Linked DNA regions of Xenopus tropicalis: region 1 is linked to region 2. Evidence: chromatin contacts called from public Hi-C data. All regions are on one chromosome and are shown on one strand. The core of a region is the stretch at or near the end of the contact, and the rest is flanking DNA. Distances in the headings are between cores, read along the strand shown.

Region 1 (2,700 bases), core at 164-2,663, 55 kb before region 2:
CAGTTTTAGGCTCAGCAGAGCACATGATTTGATCAGAGATCAACCTATCCCAATTGCTCGGTCAATGACTTTTACATATCATGGTTCTGAGACGAATATTCTGTGATGTACGAAATGCAAAGTGCCAGCCTATCTACACCACGTGCATAAGGAGCACCCTGGGGCAGTGTATTATTATGCGCATGGCTGTGCCCCATTAGCCCCAACATGGCTGCTGCGCTGCAACCTCCCTCCTGCTTGTGGGGCCAGAACACTTGAGAGGGGGCATATCTCAGTATTTCAGAAAAAAATCTATTGTTTTCCCCATCCACAGTGTGAGGTCTATAAGCCCAAAGCTCTGGTGGGGGGAACCAATTTTAAGGTGACATTTGTATCTTCCTCCAACACAAAAGTAGGAATTTGATGTAACTACATTTCATTTGATATTAGCACTGACGTGGCAAAAATCAGTTAAACACAAACACAATGTGATACATTCCCTTTAACCCCAGAACACCTCCCTTGCCTGTGCTACACAGAGCTGACATCCTCATATGATTTCTAAAGGGCAAGTGAACAACAGCAGAAAAAGTTCGTCAGAGTTTCATTTGCTTTTCTCTCCCCAGATGTCCCACTTATCATGACTTTAGGGTGGCTGAATGTGGGGGGGCCTGTCTAGGTCTCCAATTCACTTGTTTGCTCTGGTTGCACCATTGGATAATCTGCCCCATATCTTTCTGGTCCCTTACTAACTCAGAGCCACCCCTACATGCTACTGCACTTCCAAAGCTCCTGTCTTGTGACTCCTTTCTGTAAAAATCATTTGGATTCATTCCTCAAATTCCATTTCTTTCTTTCTCCATGTATTTAGACAAATAAACACACTGTTCGCTGGGATGAACTTAACCAGTAAGTTGCTGGATGTGGCTGATCTACATGGCAGGAGAAATATTCATCAAAGCTCAAGTCCCTGCACACACCTGTCCCACACAGTTAGTGGCTGTACTACAACTCCCAGCATCCCACTGACAGCCTGGGACACAGCTTGGCTTTCTCTCTTACAACAAGCATCACATTCCCTATAGCAGGGGAGAAATAATAGGAACACCTTGGAAATACTTATGAACACAATGCAGTCACAACGTGCTTCCAATCTATGCTTCAGGCTGCAAGGTGCTCCGACGTGCGATCCTCCAGCTGTTGGTGCAACTGCGACTAACAGCATCCACGGCTCTCAGTGTGTGTTGAAAGTTGCAGTTCAAGCAAGTGCAGGAGGTTGCACATTCCAATTGGAGTCAGAGATGGTCAAAAATAGGCATATTTGGAGGGAAATGAAATACAGGGAGATAGGGGTACAGAGCCCAGTATATACCAAGAGCAGGCGGATGCATAGTAAAGGGGCAGCGGGATGTACTCACCCTGTCCCTGTGCCAGGGAGGGCTCTGCCCGTATAGATCCTTGCAGGGTGCTGCTAATGCCAATGCTATAGGCTCCCAGCCTTCTGCCTATCAGTAGCGGGAAGTGTGCGCTGTGCATGGAGCAGCTGTGCCTCTCTGGCTCTCCCCTCTGGCCAATAGCAGTGCGCGGTGCTGTGGGGGCCGGAGCCCCATTGGCCAGAGACTCCCCTATTGGCTGCCTCGCACAGACAATGCTCACACAGGGAGGGGGGGTTGTGCCCTCCCAGCATCTGTCTGACAGAGCGGCTTCTTCCTCATGCCTGTGCGGGGAACGGGGGGTTTCTGGGGAGGGGAGAGGCTTTGTAACCTCTGTGGGACGTGGGAAACTTGCACAAACAGCCCTGACGCTTGGGCCCCGAGTAATACAGGGCTCGGCTCCATACATGGGCCCCGAGTAATACAGGGCTCGGCTCCATACATGGGCCCCGAGTAATACAGGGCTCGGCTCCATACATGGGCCCCGAGTAATACAGGGCTCGGCTCCATACATGGGCCCCGAGTAATACAGGGCTCGGCTCCATACATGGGCCCCGAGTAATACAGGGCTCGGCTCCATACATGGGCCCCGAGTAATACAGGGCTCGGCTCCATACATGGGCCCCGAGTAATACAGGGCTCGGCTCCATACATGGGCCCGCGTTATAGAGCTAGACTTGGCATGGACTGTCAGCGCAGGGGCAAGATGGAAGCAGCCTGGCACTGTTTATGGGGAGAGGCACCCCATGGTGCTTATTGGGTTATACACTAACGCCATAGGGTGACTGTAGGGCTGGGCAGTAACGCTATGGGCACATCCAGTTAATAAATACACACAGAAAACACTGGGTCACAGCCCTAACAGAAATGTAGGCAAACTGCTCTAGTTATTATATCTCTGTGCAATTAAAGGGCTGATTAAGTTCTATAGGGTTGCCACCTGACTGGGCACATCCACATCCTATACGGCTAATTAGCAATTAATTCAGATGTATTCTGCATGGCTACACATTAATCAGTTTAGTCTGCAGCATGCAATTACATTCATTTCTAATTAGCCATGCTGGGTGTGGATTTAACATGTGGCTGGTATGAAAGGGGTGAGGCAACCCTGCCTATACATTCACTTACATGCATGGTCTCACACAAAGCAGTGTAGTTATGAGTAATTAGCCATGCAGCCTGCATGTAATGAGTAGGAGGGGAACAGAACATAACCCCATGTACATGTATGTAAGTAGCCATGTAGCACTGGCACCTTGGGGCATTCCCACTCTCAGTGCCACCC
Region 2 (2,725 bases), core at 204-2,703:
AGCGTGGCCCTCAGCCCCAGCACCCCTGGCTACTACCTGTCTGCCTCCCTGTGGTCCTCAGCCCCAGCATTCCTGGCTACTACCTGTCTGCCTCAGCGTGGCCCTCAGCCCCAGCATCCCTGGCTACTACCTGTTTGCCTCAGCGTGGCTGAGGAGTTCCCAACCTTTCTTAAGGGTGAAGGCACACAGAGCAACTCGTAGCAGCTACTTTATCACAGCTACTAAATGCCAAAAAATACCCTGCCATAGACAATGCTGAGAATTGCCTCTGCTGAAACACACATTCAAAGAGTTATCAGTAAATGAAGTAAAACAAGTAGCTACTACTAGTAACCAGGGCTGTGAAGTCGGAGTCAAAGGCAATTTTGGGTACCTGGAGTTGGAGTCGGCAAAAAATGAACCGACTCCGACTCACTCACATTCCCCCTATCTTCTCACCGTCTAATTGTGTAGCCAGTGCAAGGGCATGGGCATCAGGTCCCCCCATTCTGGCACATACACAAGATTTTGGGACGATACAAAGCTTGCCTTAATAACAGTGCCCACAAAATGGCAGCTGCCTGCTGGCTGTGATTATTAACAAGATTTATATGATTTATATAGTTGATAAAGTCAGTTTTGCTTAACAAACACAATAGAAAAGAAACGAATTATTTCCTAGAGTGACAGGTCCCCTTTAAGACTGAAGCTTTAAAACATTTGAAAAACTGCTGTAATTCAGCTGTAATGTTAGCTTAAACTTTAAACATGCCTATGGGATTCTAGGGAAATCATTAGGAGTAGGAGTATAGATAAAATTGTCTATCAGTTTATTATCAGTTCAGTTGTGTTTTAAGTGCCACTTCCCCCCTGCCCCTTCCTGGATGTATAAAATACATTAGAATATTAAAAACAGAGGAGTCGGAGTCGTGGATTCGGAAGTATCAGAAACTGAGGAGTCGGAGTCGGAAAATTTATCTACCGACTCCACAGCCCTGCTAGTAACTCTGTGTGTCTTCACCCTAAAGCTGGCCATACACGTGGCGATCTGACGATGTTTCGTGCGACCATCGGTCGCACGAAACATCGTCAGATCCGCCACACACCATTCAGGGCTGAATCGGCAGGTAAGGAGGTAGAAACAATAGGATTTCTACCTCCTTCTGCCGATTCAGCGCTGAAGGGAGATTTTGGTCAGGCGCCTTCTATGGCGCCCGATCAAAATTTTCAAACTGGGCGAGTCGGCCGATATCAGCAGCTTCCTGCGATATCGGTCGACTCGCCGACATACCATACACGCACCAAATATCGTACGAAACGAGGTTTCGTACGCTATTATCTGTGTGTGTATGGCCACCTTAACAGTGTCAGTTCAGGAGGTATGCAGTGAACAACTGTCTACTGTTTATGCTGATATATTTAACATCTCTTTGCAGAGCTTAATTGTTCCTATTTGGTTTACAAATACTATCACTGTTCCTGCTGCTAAAACAAATAAAGCGGCCTGCTTTATCACCTTTTAGCACAAACTTCTATCGTAATGAAGTGCTTTGAAAGATTGATGTTAAAACTTTAATTCCTCTGCAGTTTGCATGCCGCCATAATCAGATCTACTGAGGACGCAATTTCACATATGCTTCATACAATTCTAGCTCATTTGGACAATAAAGACTGTTATGACAGGATGTTATTTGCGGATTATAGTTCTGCATCTAACACAGTTATTATTCCTACAGAATTGATTCAAAAGCTGTTGGGTCTGGTTCCTGGATTTTCTCACAAATAGACCACAGCATGCATGGGTTGGTTAAATAAACTGTTTCTTAATACCGGTACACCAAGGAAATATTTTGAGCCTGATGCTGTCTTCTCTGTTCACACATGATTGTATGTCCAGACACAAGCTAATACCATCATTGAATTTGCTGACGACCATTGTGGGACTAATCACTAATAACGATGAAATGGCCTACAGAGAAGAGCTCAGACTCCTGGCAGAGTGGTGTCAGGAGAATAACCTTTCTCTCAAAGGAGAACTAAACCCTAAAAATTAATATGGCTCAGTGGCCTCTGAGGAGCTGCTGAGAAGCTAAACTTAGGGGGCGTCGCAAATTATCAAGCAGAAAATTATGTCAGCCTGTTATTTAAGCCAGTGTTTTTCAACCTTTTTTGGGCAAAGGCACACTTGTTTCATGAAAAAAATCACGAGGCACACCACCATTAGAAAATGTTAAAAAATTTAACTCTGTGCCCAGCAGCAGTGCCCCCCTAGTACATTGGTGCCCAGCAGCAGTGCCCCCTAGTACATTGGTGCCAAGAGCAGTGCCCCCCTAGTACATTGGAGCCCAGCAGCAGTGCCCCCTAGTACATTGGTGCCAAGAGCAGTGCCCCCCTAGTACATTGGTGCCCAGCAGCAGTGCCCCCTAGTACATTGGTGCCAAGAGCAGTGCCCCCCTAGTACATTGGTGCCCAGCAGCAGTGCCCCCTAGTACATTGGTGCCAAGAGCAGTGCCCCCCTAGTACATTGGTGCCCAGCAGCAGTGCCCCCTAGTACATTGGTGCCAAGAGCAGTGCCCCCCTAGTACATTGGTGCCCAGCAGCAGTGCCCCCCTAGTACATTGGTGCCAAGAGCAGTGCCCCCCTAGTACATTGGTGCCCTGCCTACGGCACACCAGGCAACATCTCGCGGCACACTAGTGTGCCACGGAACAGTGGTTGAAAAACGCTGATTTAAGCTGATGCTTAA

What was found. Hi-C and Micro-C count contacts between places; a contact is called where the count stands out from the background.
Region 1: a Hi-C map of tailbud embryo shows a contact between it and region 2, with 1.7 times the contacts expected there. The contact joins the promoter of rassf2 here to the enhancer-like site in region 2. A contact is called at or near these places in 4 of 5 Hi-C or Micro-C datasets (gastrula embryo, liver, neurula embryo and 1 more).

Annotation. Positions count from the first base shown.
Region 1 is chr3:123,118,478-123,121,177 of UCB_Xtro_10.0, reverse strand. It overlaps rassf2 (Ras association domain family member 2), which reads right to left and starts at 1,413. Exons shown (of 12, transcript NM_001015703.1): 1 at 1,398-1,413.
Region 2 is chr3:123,063,154-123,065,878 of UCB_Xtro_10.0, reverse strand. All of the region lies in intron 1 of slc23a2 (solute carrier family 23 (ascorbic acid transporter), member 2), which reads right to left. Among named protein-coding and RNA genes, the nearest start is that of slc23a2, 15 kb to the right of the region's middle. Within about 2 kb of position 1,453, at least 2 of the 11 cell types and tissues checked have an H3K27ac peak or open chromatin away from gene starts, as enhancers often do. A contact at or near this core is called in gastrula embryo, where this site is marked.